Regions from separate parts of the Mus musculus genome. Here all the other regions are linked to region 1. A link is a contact called in public ChIA-PET, HiChIP or PLAC-seq and promoter capture Hi-C data. All regions are on one chromosome and are shown on one strand. The core of a region is the stretch at or near the end of the contact, and the rest is flanking DNA. Distances in the headings are between cores, read along the strand shown. Region 1 holds the start of 5430402O13Rik (RIKEN cDNA 5430402O13 gene). Region 2 holds the start of Snx10 (sorting nexin 10). Region 3 has its middle 79 kb from the start of Npy. Region 4 holds the start of Npy (neuropeptide Y). Region 5 has its middle 100 kb from the start of Gm38805.

Evidence for each region. ChIA-PET counts read pairs in DNA pulled down with a chosen protein or histone mark. HiChIP or PLAC-seq counts read pairs in DNA pulled down with a chosen protein or histone mark. Capture Hi-C pulls out chosen DNA fragments and counts their contacts.
Region 2: a promoter capture Hi-C map of adipose tissue shows a contact between it and region 1. The contact joins the promoter of Snx10 here to the promoter of 5430402O13Rik in region 1. A contact is called at or near these places in 2 of 39 promoter capture datasets (both in liver) and 1 of 9 other capture datasets (adipose tissue).
Region 3: an H3K4me3 HiChIP or PLAC-seq map of bone marrow-derived macrophages shows a contact between it and region 1, with 4 times the contacts expected there. The contact joins the enhancer-like site here to the promoter of 5430402O13Rik in region 1. A contact is called at or near these places in 1 of 39 promoter capture datasets (embryonic stem cells) and 6 of 115 datasets of contacts at active chromatin or transcription factors (bone marrow-derived macrophages, embryonic forebrain, embryonic stem cells and 2 more).
Region 4: an H3K4me3 HiChIP or PLAC-seq map of bone marrow-derived macrophages shows a contact between it and region 1, with 4 times the contacts expected there. The contact joins the promoter of Npy here to the promoter of 5430402O13Rik in region 1. A contact is called at or near these places in 9 of 39 promoter capture datasets (the 3T3-L1 cell line, embryonic stem cells, frontonasal cranial neural crest and 6 more), 1 of 484 Hi-C or Micro-C datasets (bone marrow-derived macrophages), 4 of 115 datasets of contacts at active chromatin or transcription factors (acute myeloid leukemia, bone marrow-derived macrophages and embryonic forebrain) and 2 of 9 other capture datasets (embryonic stem cells and macrophages).
Region 5: an RNA polymerase II ChIA-PET map of memory CD8 T cells shows a contact between it and region 1, with 10 read pairs. The contact joins the enhancer-like site here to the promoter of 5430402O13Rik in region 1. A contact is called at or near these places in 1 of 39 promoter capture datasets (embryonic stem cells), 5 of 115 datasets of contacts at active chromatin or transcription factors (bone marrow-derived macrophages, large pre-B cells, memory CD8 T cells and 1 more) and 2 of 9 other capture datasets (embryonic stem cells and liver).

The regions. Positions count from the first base shown.
Region 1 is chr6:50,565,275-50,567,973 of GRCm38.p6, forward strand. 5430402O13Rik (RIKEN cDNA 5430402O13 gene) reads left to right here and starts at 1,369. Exons shown (of 3, transcript NR_027892.1): 1 at 1,369-1,748. Cycs (cytochrome c, somatic) reads right to left here and starts at 1,295. Exons shown (of 3, transcript NM_007808.5): 1 at 1,142-1,295; 2 at 218-394; 3 at 1-111. The coding sequence starts at 386.
Region 2 is chr6:51,522,519-51,525,217 of GRCm38.p6, forward strand. It overlaps Snx10 (sorting nexin 10), which reads left to right and starts at 1,385. Exons shown (of 7, transcript NM_001127349.1): 1 at 1,385-1,516.
Region 3 is chr6:49,742,048-49,744,746 of GRCm38.p6, forward strand. No RefSeq gene overlaps it. Among named protein-coding and RNA genes, the nearest start is that of Npy, 79 kb to the right of the region's middle. Within about 2 kb of position 1,369, at least 5 of the 459 cell types and tissues checked have an H3K27ac peak or open chromatin away from gene starts, as enhancers often do. A contact at or near this core is called in bone marrow-derived macrophages, where this site is marked.
Region 4 is chr6:49,821,329-49,824,027 of GRCm38.p6, forward strand. Npy (neuropeptide Y) reads left to right here and starts at 1,382. Exons shown (of 4, transcript NM_023456.3): 1 at 1,382-1,473; 2 at 2,270-2,457. The coding sequence starts at 2,270.
Region 5 is chr6:50,008,129-50,010,827 of GRCm38.p6, forward strand. No RefSeq gene overlaps it. Among named protein-coding and RNA genes, the nearest start is that of Gm38805, 100 kb to the right of the region's middle. Within about 2 kb of position 1,398, at least 53 of the 459 cell types and tissues checked have an H3K27ac peak or open chromatin away from gene starts, as enhancers often do. A contact at or near this core is called in memory CD8 T cells, where this site is marked.

The DNA of each region.
Region 1 (2,699 bases), core at 119-2,618:
CTGCCCTTTCTCCCTTCTTCTTAATTCCAGCGAAGATCATTTTTGTTCCAGGGATGTACTTTTTGGGATTCTCCAAATACTCCATCAGGGTATCCTCTCCCCAGGTGATGCCTAAACAGAAAGAGATGCAGAGGTTAAGTGTTTTACACACCTGGTAATTCTGCACTGGTTAACCCAAGCAACCTGTGCTGTGGCTGACAGCAGCTCCCCCCGTTACCTTTGTTCTTGTTGGCATCTGTGTAAGAGAATCCAGCAGCCTGGCCTGTCTTCCGCCCGAACAGACCGTGGAGATTTGGTCCAGTCTTATGCTTGCCTCCCTTTTCCACAGTGTGGCACTGGGCACACTTCTGAACAAAAATCTTCTTGCCTTTTTCAACATCACCCATTTTTAATTCTAAAAGGGAAAAGATCCAACAGTAAAACGTACTACGGATCCCAATGACCATTCAAACCGCTATTCTTATGTCCTCTTAACACCAGGCAGGGTGCTAACTCAGTCCACTTGCAATATTCTTCAATAGCAAATACATCACCTAGGAGACTCTCCTTTAAAGCAAGTCTGTGCTCAAGACAGGTCCATGCCAAGGGAAATGGAAACCCACAGCTCAAACCCCAGTTTCCGAAGAAGGCAAGGTCAAAAAGTCACAAATATGAAACCGGACTCATTAAAGCAAAACCACTACAACTCTTAACATTTCAGAATGCTAAACTGCTGTCAGTGCTGCCGATTAAAGTCACTTCCAAAGATAAGGGAGGCTGGGGGTGATCCTAAGTGCTTCCGCCTGCTCCGGTCTCATTAGGAGGTTAAGTCTCTTCTCTCTTGCTTTAGTCCGGCACGGGAAGGCGAGGGAGGACTGGGGAAGGAACCGTCTCACTCTCACGTTGAGATCCCAGGGGTGACTACGACTTTACAAACCCACCCTCCCAGATGCTTAATCAGGAAAAGAACTGGCCCAGTCCTGAAGGAACAGCAGCTTCTGCTCTCAGAAGGGGCGGCGGGCGAGTTCCTTCTAGAACTCCGGGCCCCGGTCCTACACCCACGCCGCCTCCAGCCGTGCCACAGTTCTGCATGGCTTTGTAGGTTAGGCCTGCCCCGGCCTCCTCGCCCCGTTCCCGGTCCGCATCCCCGTCGCGCGCTCACCGTTCCGGGCTGGTCAACACCACGAACGTTCGGACTCGAAGACAGACGTCCCGCGCTCTAGCCCAAGGACACGCCGGCCCGCGCCTATGTACCGGTGTCGGTGCAACCACACTTGTTCCGCCCGTCCGCGGCCCGACGTGCGGTAGCGCCGTCTGCTGCGCCGTGACGTAACCGCACCTCATTGGCTCCAGGACAGGTTTGTGCGCGCGCATGCGAGCTAGCATGGTAGGATGTGCCCAGAGGGCGCCCTTCCTTCAGAGGCCTCGTTTGCCCGACACTTACGACAGGCCTTAGGACGTAAGGCGTGGACGTGCGTGACGTCACCCTCTGGCCTGCGAGATGGCGAGGGCAAGTAGCGGGGCCGATGCTCCCTTGGGATCCGGGTGTGGCTCGGCTCAGGTAACGCCCGGCCCTAGGACTCCTTCGGCCTCCGCCCACGGGGAGTGCTGAGACTGCCGGCCGGTGTGCTGGCGACCTTTACCCAGGCTTGGTCAAGGCTTCCTGGCTGGCGCAACTGCACTGGCCTCGCAGTGGACGCCTGCTGGTGACCTTTACTCTGTTAAACCATCTTCCTGCTCTCCCAGTGAGAGCCTCAAAGCTGGGGAAGGTACGCACAAGTGGCAGACAGGATCACATCTTACCCAGAGTCCCTGTTTTCTTCCCCTAGTGTTTGTAGAAAACGAGGAGGGTGTGCAGGCAAGCTTTAAGGGAGAAGCAGGATTCGCCTGAGTAGAGGATTCCCGGGAATCCGCTAGACTTGGCATCCCTTCTGACCATATTGGAAATGGAAGTCTCCTTAGCATACTTTCCTGGTGTACTTCAAAACGAACTCACAGACACTTTAAATTCTGCCACTGGACGTTTTCTTCATTACTCCCCTCTCCCAAATTCAGATGAATGTCGGTCCATTCCCTATGTTCTGTCTAGCCTTGACATAGTTTATCGTGTGTTTATAGATGCCTGGTGTGTGCCGGGCCCTTCTCAGTATGAACTCACATATTCTGGTTGAGCTTGTTTATATTCTACCACTTTTCCTTCCGCCATCAGATTAACATGAGATGTTAGAAGGCTGGTCTAAAGTCTCAATAGATCTCTTTCCAGCCACTGGTCCTATCTGCTCAAAGATGTCAGTTTGTGTGAGTATAGTTGTTAGGTATTCCCAGGGATAGTTGATTCCAGAACAATCCCCAGAACCCATACAGAATTCCATGGGTGTTTAAGTCCTTCACATGAAATGATGTAATATTTGTATATAATCTACACAATCTCCCCAATATTTAAATAATTTCTAGATTATAACTTATACTGCCAAATGCAGTGCTGTATGGTGTCACTTAGGGAAAATGACAAAAACGCTAGTCATTCTGTATTGGTGAGAATATTGTAAGCCTAACTACATAGTATGTGATGTGATCTGCTGATTTCTGAAGACATGGATATGGGAACCATAGATAAGGAGGTCTGATGTATTTTCATTGTTATTAAACTGTCCTAGCTTTTGGGGGTACTCGTTCAGCATTTAGACTTAGTCCTTATGTAGGTTTATTTTAAGTTATTT
Region 2 (2,699 bases), core at 135-2,634, 960 kb after region 1:
CATTACCGTGCTAAATCCATAAATGTTGTAAATCTTAAATGCATTGTCAAACACTGGGCAGAGTGTGCACACCTTTAATCCCAGCACTTGGGAGGCAGAGGCAGGCGGATCTCTGTGAGTTCGAAACCATCCTGGTCTACATAGAGTTCCAGGACAGCTATATATATTAAGACCATGTCTTAAATAAACACAAAACCAAACAAACAAAAACAAAATATAACAAATTCTATTGTCCTCCAATACTGTATACTAACATATTGTAGTTTAAAACCAGCTATTGAGTACTTAAAGTATAAAGTAAATGACTATTCCATTAGGGTGAATTTTTGTAGACATTACTTGAACATAGGTTTGAAATGTGCCCAGATTGCTTAAAACAATACATTAAGATCCTAGGCTTAAGCTGTATAAATATCACATATTCAATTCTCAATCTCCAGGGCTAAATGCTCTCATAGTAAAGTTTTTGTACTTTTTTTTTTTTTGGTTTTTCAAGACAGGGTTTCTCTGTGTATTCTTGGCTGTCCTGGAACTCACTTTGTAGACCAGGCTGGCCTTAAACTCAAAAATCTGTGAGTTCCAAGACAGCCAGGGGTATAAGGAGAAACGCTGTCTCGAAAAACAAACAAACATACAAAAAGCAAAACAAACGATGGTTGCATGTATTATAGTTTGGGTGCAATTTTAGGTCATTAAATACCAATGATGCAAAAAAAAAAAAAAAAAAAAAACAATGATGCAGCACTCAGAGATACGAGTCTAAGATAAGACATTGCATTTTGGCAAGTTTTGTTCAGGAGGTCAGTGTAGCTATGGAATATAGTCATGGACAACTTTTCTAGGAGGATGCTGGATGGTCCAAGATTCGCTGAGTCTTTCTTTTTTGTCCTTAGATTTATTTATTTTATTTTATGACTGTTTTGGCTTCCTGGATGTATGTGCACCACGTGAGTGCTAGGGCAGAAGAGGGTGGTGACTGGAGTTAAAGGCAGTTGTGAGCTACTGTATGGATGCTGGGAGCCAGGTCCTTTGCAAGGGCAAAAAGTGCTCTCAGCCTTGAGCCATGCACACAGGTGGGTGAGAGCCAGCTCAGATGATCTATAGGAACCGGACATATCTTTGGCAGACTCTCATAGCTTTCTCCTCATCGTACATGAAAACACATTTTTTAAAAAGTTACGGAGATATTAAAAATATTGTTATAGCAAACAGTATATGCCCTCCATCGAGATCCTGCTAACATCTAGTCATGCTTGTTTGTTATTGGCTTCTCTCATCTTGATTCCTCACTGCTGGGTAGGGAGAAAGACCCGCTAGCTAGGTGGCCTTTCCTACGTTAAGGCTGGCAGTGGCGGGTGGGGGTGGGGGGCGGCGGCGGGCGCGCAGGGCGGGGCGGGGCGCTGCGTGCGCTGGACGCGGGGCTGCGCTCCTCGGGTTCGCTCTTAGGCGCTCGTCGCCGCCGCGCCTTGAGTCAGCAAACTCCGCCGTGCTCCGGGCCGGGCGTTCAGAACCGCGTGTGAGTAAACTGAGCCTTAGGGAGGGAGTCGGGTGGCGGGCGCCGCGCCTGCCCCGGCACCTGCTCAGCTCGGCTGGGGACGCCGGGGCTGCTGGAGCGAGCAGGTTCTCTCCCCGACCCCCACTTCTTTCCGAATACAAGGCCAGGCACCTTTGAGTTTAGAGGCTGGGAGGGCCAGGGGAGGTTTTTTTTTTTTTTTTTTCTCTTTCATGGGATTGTGGGATTGATGGAAAAGGCCGCGGAGGAAACCCACGCTGATGAGCTGATGATCGGGTTTGCTGAGATTGGGAAGCAACAGCCTGTTTTATCGGTTCTGGACACATCACACTCCTTTGCTAAAATTACAAGTATTGTTAAGGGGATGGTCACGGGATGTCTGCTTCCGCAAAGCACAGGCGCGTGGAGAGCGATGGATCAGAAATTGAGAACACTGATCTCAATTTTCGTGATCTCCATCAACCCTTTTAGTTTGCGACAGGGGAAACCAAGGTCTGCAAGGGTGGAGCAGCATGCACCCGGTGGGAGGGGTGTGTGAAAATCCCTCTCGTCCGGGGAGTGGGCTTGTGGGAGTGGCCGGAAGTGGGCTGGGGGTATTATGGAACTCCTTCAACCAGTGGCCAATCGGGGGGGGGGGGGGAGGGGGGCTTTTCTGGAGGAGGAGAAGGAGGAGGTTAAGTATCCTGGCAACAATCAAGCGTGACTTCGCTTGATTCCTGTCGCTAAGGCAAGGATACAACGGGACAGTCATTCGGGTTGCACCCAACCTCTCCGTGTCTTCCTCCCTTCTGATCCTGGGAATAGGCCCATGGTCTTGAGCATGTCATTAGCAAGCATTTTACCACTGCGCTGCACCCCAGCTCCCGTTTATTTTTAAAGGAGTGGTTGACTGACAGACTGTTTTGAATAGCGATATAAGTGTAGATATATTTAGAAGTGACTGTGTGGAGATGTTCAAGACCTCATTAGCAGTTTCCTCAAGTTATCCAGACCATCCATCCCGGGTTCTGTCAGTGCATTCTTAGCTACAGACACGGGCCTGACTGGCACTGCCCTAAAGAAGGTGTGCCCATGGTGGTGGTGGGGTGGGGTTGCAGCCTTCTGGCCTGCGTGCTTCTTTCTCCACTGCTCTGAACTGTTACCCACTTCCTTTACTTCACTGATGGGAAGACCTTCCGAGTTTGGG
Region 3 (2,699 bases), core at 119-2,618, 820 kb before region 1:
AGTGACATCTTGAGTAATAGTGGTACCCATCCTTGAATACTTTATCATTGAGTGAACTTTGGGGAGCAGTTTTCTTCCTTCCTGATTTCTTTTTGGAAATTGTTCCTCACCTGCAAACCCATGGAAATCAGTATCTGGAAGCTGATCCCCTTAGACACAGAGAATCATCCTGGGGGTGGTCGTAACCTAGGCATGACCAGTTACCCCTTTCTAACATTGACCTGGGGGATGGGCTCAGAGGAGGGTTGGTGCCTTCCTTGGCACCTGATCCCAGTTCTCTGGGCTCCCAGTTTAGGAATGGAGGAGTAGGAGTTGTCAGTCTGGAGGGGAATGGAAGAACAGTGCACAGACATAATCAGAGGAGAAACATGGAGAAGGGGGCACCCTCATTCCTCAACAGACTTTGACACCTGGTCTCAGTGGCCATGAAAACACTCCATTTCCAGAGATTTCTTGCTTTGGGGAGTAAAAGTGGCCAATAGCTCAAGCAGCTCCTTTGTATGTGATTATCTTCAGTCGTCCCACAACTGGCCAAGACAAAGACCATGTCCTGAGGAGCCATGCAGGCTCATTCCTGTAAGTCATGGGAGCTCTCAGACTGGAGGAGTTGGTAGAGACTGTTGAGATGCTCTCAGAGCTCAGCACAGCCCAAGGCTTCTCTTTTCCCAGACCTGCCTCCTCTCTCCTCCCTACACAGGCATCAGATCTACACAATGATCCATAGGCTCCTCCTGTCCTCCCAGCTCCTCCATATCCTAGGGACACTCATTCCATTTAAACTCTTCTGTAGCTAATCCACCTTGAGTGTCAGCCTCTGGGGGACCTGAACCAAGGCAGCCTCCAGACCATTTGACAGGGCTGAGATGAAGATTAACATCTTGGACACGTTCTTGGAGTGGTAGAGAACAAGTTTGTGAACACTTGAAGTTCTTAAGGGTAAAGGGAACAAGAATAATGAAAGAAGACAGTAGACGAATGAAGGAAAACAAACAAACAAAAATACGTCTAACCAGGGAAACTTTGCTCAGTGGGCGGTCAGGAGCCCAGAATAGATGGATTCCAGTGTTGTTTCTCCCTGTCTCCTGATGGTAGGAGAAGAGGTATTTTGAGTCTGTTGCAACAAATACTCTTCTTGGACCTTGAGTCCTCCCCTTCCCATACTTCCTGATTTGGTTTTATTTTTAAACATGAAAAAGATTGCCCTAAACTTACTTCCAGTCAGATTCAGTGGGGCCTTCAGTTACTCACAGAGATTTTGCATCCCTCCAGCTCACAGCTGGCATTGCTCATTCTTCCTCGGGACAATTAGAGCGCCAGCTCCTCTGTAAAGCAAGGTTTCTGGAGATGATTTACCATGCAGCTGAAGGAGGGTCTAGAATTAGTCACTTCCTTTTCTCAGAACACGCAGAACTACCACCTAAGAAGGACATGTCTGGGACTCAGGGTGACATGAGGCTCTTTAGGTAGCAGTAGAGTGGCTCAAAGTGAGTTGTTATTTATTTATTTATTTATTTATTTATTTATTTTATTAGTTTCTCCTTTGAAGGCCTGAATGGCCACATGAGATGACACTTTTGGAGCTTTTAGTGACAGACTGTTATGAAGTCACCCATGATGGTGAACCTCTCCAGTATTGATTTCACAACCCGATGTCTCTGTTCTCCATTCACTATCAACTTACTGGTATTTCAGTATCTTAAAGAGCAGCCTCTATTTTAGAGAATGACCTATATCACCCCTCTTTGATCTTGAACTTAGCTGCTCAAGTCTATAGGACCCGCCTCTAATCATTGATTTCAGCAACTTATAGCTGGCCTATTCATTCATGCAGACATAGTTCTTGCTTCTCAGCTTACCTTCATTTGGGTAAGAAATGTTCTTCTAATGGACTGGAGCTAAGAGTTACATGGACTCCTTGAATCTGTACTTATCTTCCCATCTACTGAGTAGAAGGAAACTCAGCTTGCTTCTGCTTTGAAGGATAGGCAATCTGGGGCTTTGGAAGAACACATACCCTGGCCCTTTTTACCTCCTTTGCATCAGAGGCAGGGCCTGTACTAAGTGATGTGTATGTTTTAAACTTGTTTGTAGTGTTAAATTAGTTGGATCCTTGTAATCATTAGTTCCATTAGAGTAGGGACTCACACTCTGCCACTGTTTCACTAGAAGCACTTAATATTCTACACCTTTACAGGCCAAGTGCATCAACTGATAAAAGATGAATAGAAAATTTATTGCAAGTAATTGGAGAGATAGCTGGGCATGTACTTCTCTTACAGGGAATTTAAGTTCAACTGCAGGTAAATTCTACTTCAGGGGGATCTGACATCCTCTTCTGACCTCCACAGGAACAGGCACTTATGCCATACCCATATAAGCCCACCCCACAAATATACATAGTTAAGAATAGCATTACTTTAAAAAAAAGAAAGATCAACTTCTTTGTGTTCTGTAGTCCTTAGAAATTTAGGGTAAGTGTGTGGGGCAGGTGGGAGATAGTTTTGGTTTCTATTTGATGCTGCACTTAAAACTCCACTCAACGTTCTAACCTTCGAGTTTCTGTACATTTTCTACCTCGTGAGCTATCCCAGAGCACTCCTCCCTACTGATTCTGGTACCCTGCCACACTCAGTGTGTGGATCCTGATCCCAGACAGCTTTTGCTGGGGCTCATTCATGACATCTGAGAGAGAGGCCGTC
Region 4 (2,699 bases), core at 132-2,631, 740 kb before region 1:
GCGCCCTAAGGTGTACTTTCTCCGAGATCCTGTGACTCCTGCTAAATCCAGGCTTCAACTGATGTGAATCTCTGATTCACTACAAAAATATAATTACATTATTGAACAGTAGTGTGTGCCTTCCTCCTTATCAGAGAGGACTTGTTAGATGCTTTGCCTTTTATCAAATGTCCTCATGTGGGCACAAAAGCAGCCCTGACAGCTCAGTGTTTGTGGCCCTGGTGCAGGTTTCTGACGTAGGGAAAGTGAAGTCTTCCAGCTGCGAGGGATATTGTTGTTCTGGTTTATCATTCGATCACATAGTCTCTCTCTCTCTCTCTCTCTCTCTCTCTCTCTCTCTCTCTCTCTCTCACTCTCTCTCTCTCTCTTCCTCCCTCCCTCCCTCCCTCTCTCCCTCCCTCCCTCTCTCCCTCTTATTAGTAGTCAATTTAGCACTATTTAAACAACCCGCAAAGTGACACTCAAACGAAATCATTTAGTTTAGCTTTAAAATAACGCGTAAATTCCACTTTAGCAATGGACCATTTCACTTAGATTCAAACTTCCAGGGGCACTTACTCAAGCGTACCTTGTAAAAATCCCTATCTGGTAAACATAACTTCAATATCGTTCATATTTATTCAACAAGTTTAACGCGACAAGCACACTGGTGTTGGTTTTTTAATCTGCTCCATTTCAATCTGAAAGCAAGTGCTCATTCAGACGCTAACCAAGCTCACTCGGGACTTCACAGGGTTTACAGACAGGGGTGCGAATCGCCGCCACTTTCCACTCTAGATACAGAAGCTCATGGACCGCGGGCTCCCAGTGGCAGCCTCGGGGAGTTTCTGGCTGAGGCCGAACCCGGCTAGCAGCGTTGGGGAGAGTGCTTGGGGGAGGGCCCACCTTTTGGGGAGACCAGTAGATCCAATGGGTCTATGGAAGCCACTGGGACCTTGCGGTCCCGCACACCTGCACCGGGAGCGGGAAAAACCTCGCTCGCCTGCCTCCCTCCCAGAGCGCGCAGTTATCCCGCGGGCCCCAGATATGCTCCCCAAGTAGAATATTCAGGTCCCTACAGACCCGCACGCAGAGAGCTGACAATTCCCGCGACAGGCAACCTAAGCGGTCCCGCTTCATCTCCCTAGCGGGACTCGACGGTCGGGGATAGAGAGAGGGCTCCGAGGGTGCTCACTCTTGACTGTTCCCTTCTCCCCGCAGAGCGGGCCGCTTAGAATTGGGGTGTGGGTGGCTCCAGACGCCGCCACTCGAGCGGCAGTGGCTCCAGCCTCCTCCCCCGCCGCTGGGGGCGGGAAGTGGCTGTGGGAGTCACCCGGGCGTGACTGCCCCCGAGGCCCCTCCTGCCGCGACAAGGGCGCTCCATAAAAGCCTGTGGGCGACCCGCTCTCCGCATCCCACCGGTGGATCTCTTCTCTCACAGAGGCACCCAGAGCAGAGCACCCGCCGCTCAGCGACGACTGCCCGCCCGCCACGGTGAGTGCCAGGATCAACTGGGACAGGGGCGCGGGCTCCCAGACGCCAGTGAACTTGCCCCGCAGCCGGTCCCCTGAGCTTGCTCTGCCAGCTTGACACCCAGCTCTTTGGGGCGCCTAAATTTCACTTGCTGGACTCAGGTTCTACTGTCCACCTGCCCTTCCCCGGGACCCTCCAATCTGGGCGCCCCGCCTCCGTGCCTCTTATCTTTTGAGGGTAGGGAGAAGAACCTGGGAACACCTATCCCAGGGCAGCGGTGGGGTTTTGTTTGGTTGTTTGTTTGTTTGGTTGGTTGGTTGGTTACAACCAGGAACCCAGATTGCATGTGTGCTCCTAGTGGGAGATTCCCCCAAGTATTGTCTCTAGCACGGTGAGCTCTGTTGCCTCCAAAATCCGAACTGAGCCTCTGGGTATCCGACTGTCACAGCGCTTGTAGCCACACAAATCAAAAGCAACCCAGAAGAAAAGTTTTCTCCTCCAAGGGTGATTTAGGAACGAGAGGAGAAAAGTGGTCATTCTTTAAGATAGAGGGCAGAACTTCCAATTCTGTTCTGAAAAGGGGACCTCTGCCTCTCACCAGGAGAATCGGAGGAAGTTTTCTGAAATATGTGGACGGGGCAGAAGATCCAGGTCGGGGCAAGTGGTCTTCTAAAGATTTGGAAGTGGCGCCTGCCCAGTCTGGGCTTTTATTCTAGGGTCTGGGATGGGATTAGATGAGGGTCTAGAGTGATAGCTGGAATTGGGACAAAGACGAGCAATCTCAGCATCTCCAAGTCTGAGCCTTCTGTATCCACAGATGCTAGGTAACAAGCGAATGGGGCTGTGTGGACTGACCCTCGCTCTATCTCTGCTCGTGTGTTTGGGCATTCTGGCTGAGGGGTACCCCTCCAAGCCGGACAATCCGGGCGAGGACGCGCCAGCAGAGGACATGGCCAGATACTACTCCGCTCTGCGACACTACATCAATCTCATCACCAGACAGAGGTGGGTGCATACGCGGCTGGTACCTAGAGCCGGGAAAACTTGCGGTTCTGGAGATCTTGGACATCAGGGATCATTTCTTTCTCCTTGTTCATAGGGCAGGATCAGACATAAATTCAGCTCTAGATAAATATGTGAGCTGGGTACACACTCCACAAACTGGATACATTGTCTTTGTCACTAGACTTTCTCTCCAAGACCCAAGCCCAAGGTTCAGTGCCTCTAGGCTGTCCTCTGTCTGCCAC
Region 5 (2,699 bases), core at 148-2,647, 560 kb before region 1:
AGCTTCTTAGAAACCTGTTGGCTAGCCTGAGAGGATAGAATAATCTAGTGTGTTGTAAATTATATACTCTCTTCAAATGCCCAAAGGCTTACCAGTGAAAGTGCCTCCTGGTTCTACGTGCTGTCCTGAGGTGTTCATCTGACAGGAAGAACTATCCACTCTGAACAGTCAAACCTATCTCCAGCCCCTAAAACCAGACTCCACCCCAGGGTGCAGCTACAGAAAGACAGATCACTGCTCAGAACTTGACTGCAAGCAGCAAGCCCTGGGAGATTATAGAAAATGCCGATATCTCGGTCTCACTTTCAGAAATTCTTAATTGATTTAGAGTGGGGTCCAGACCCTGGGGCTTTTACGGCTTCTGCAGAGTGCTTCTCAGATGCAGCAAATCCTGAGGACTGCTGAGACAAGTCTCTCAGTAAGAGAAGGCAAGAAGTCAGCTGGGTCTGATTATGCCCAAAGTCTCTTTCCTAAACTTTTGAATTGCTAAGATACTTCTCTGAGTTTGCTCTTCATGGCTACTATTGATGACTTTATGATCAATTATTACTGAATATGAGGGCTACAATATTTTACATGTAGCACGATGACAAGCTGTATACAACACAAAACCACATCCGTTGTATTGGATTCCTGTCTTTTCAAAATTATGTTCAAGGCAAAGAGGCCAAGAAAATGCACGATAAATTTAGACTGTTATTAATGTGAAACCACCCCTGGCCCTTTGTCCAAGCATAGAGGGAGTTTCTGCAGACAAATCCTAACAGTGCTCACAAATAAACCTTCAGTGAGAAATGCAATCTAATTGTTTCAAGAGAAAACATAAAAGACTTATGACTTAGAATTTTCCAGAAGGGGATGTGAAGAGTGTGGGGTATAACTGCCAGCTGAAAGTGAAAAAGTGAAGTAGGGGTGTTTAAGCCTTGCCTGTACACCCTTAACTGTTGGATCACTTCTCTCACTCCTAGCTCTGAGTGTTCCGTTTGGCAGACACGGTCAGAATCCCTTCAAACGGCAGTCTGCACTTCACACAAGGGCCTGAACTCATTTCCACAAAGGAACTTCAAACCCTGGTTGCCAGCTGACTGTTTAAAGATAGAAGCACAGGGCCTGTACCAATATAACTGCTTCAGTAGGTTCAAGGGGTCTGGCCTAGTAGAAACAAGTTCTGGATCTGATTGAGCCTGCCACAGTCCTGCAGGGTGACTTTGGACAGACTATGGTACCCTTGATGCTTCAAACACCTTAGGGAGTCAGCAGACACAGAGACATTCTGGCTCACTTGCACAGGAACATTGAGAAGCCCAGAAATGCTTCTGAAGAGGCCCTGTTCTTGGCAGCAAAGGAAGTGTGAGGCTGGGCTCTGCTGAAGTCCTCTGAACTTTGAACTTGATGCAGCTTTGTGGTTTGCGTCGCGGGCAGGGCTGTGACAGACAGCGGGGTTAAAGTGGTGATGTTTGGCACTTGTGCACAGGGAAGCAAGCTCAGGAGGCTCACGGCTGGGAGATCACTGCCGATAAAGCAAAGATGGAGAGCTGAACTAGTCCTCTGTGGAAATGAGGCGTTCACAGCACATTGCAAGCAAATCAATTGCAAACTGTTAGTATTGAACTCGTCAATTTTTTTTTTTGAGTGAAGCAGAATGGGTTGACAAACAAATAATCCTCTTGTGCTGCGTGGAGCCCAGGGAGGTGAAGGATGCTGGGAAAGGAGAAATGTCACTCATGTGTGAGAATAAATGTCTGAGGTCTCAGAACTATTGGAACCAGCCTTGCAGGCAGGTAAACAAGATTGGCAAGAACAGAAGGCGGTCGTTAATGAGCCAGTCTGCAGCCTAGGAAGGCAGCAAATGGTAGGGAAACCAGAAGGAATCTTAGAAAAAGAAGGGAAAGCAAGCCAGAGTCCCATCATCAAGGAACAGGCGTCACCCTGATGCTCCAATAAGGAACCAAAGGGAGGCACATTGTTCAGGAGGAGGCTACAGCACGTCAAACTCGCTGTCAGACACTTTCCTCAGAGGCACTGGGAAGAACAATTTGGCACTTGATTCACTGTCCCTGCCACCAGCTCTGACTCTCCTGCTGTCTTAGGCAAGGAACCATGTTTGCCAAGACTCCATCTCTTGTTCCTGTCTGCTAGTGTCTGCCCTTCGCCCATCTATCTCTGCTTCAGCAACTCTTAGCGTCCACAGTGGGATTGTGTTACAACACAAATCTCAAAGTCACATGTGCCACACAATGGACTTCAACTCCAGATGGGTTCTTAGGGCTGCTGGGTAAGGGAACCAACCAGTTTTGGTTTTGGTTTTGTTGTTGTTGTTGTGTTGGTTTTTGTTTGTTTGTTTGATTTTTTTTTTTTTTGGTTTTTTTGTTTTGTTTTGTTTTGTTTTGTCACCTTAACACACATTGAGTCACCTGGGAAGAGGGAACTTCAACTGAGGAATTGCCTCCATCAGATTGGCCTAAGGGCATGTCTGTGGGACTTTTTCTTGCTTGCTAATTGCTTTCTGTAATCCACTGTGGGTTCCACCCCTGAGCAAGGAATTCTGAGTTATACAAGAAAGATAACTGAGCTTAAGCCAGAGGAAGCAAGCCAGGAAACATCCTTCCACATGGTCTCTGCTTCAATTCCTGCCCTGACTACCGTCAGTGATGAACCTGGAAGTATCACATGAAGTGGACCCTCTCCTCCCAGAGTTG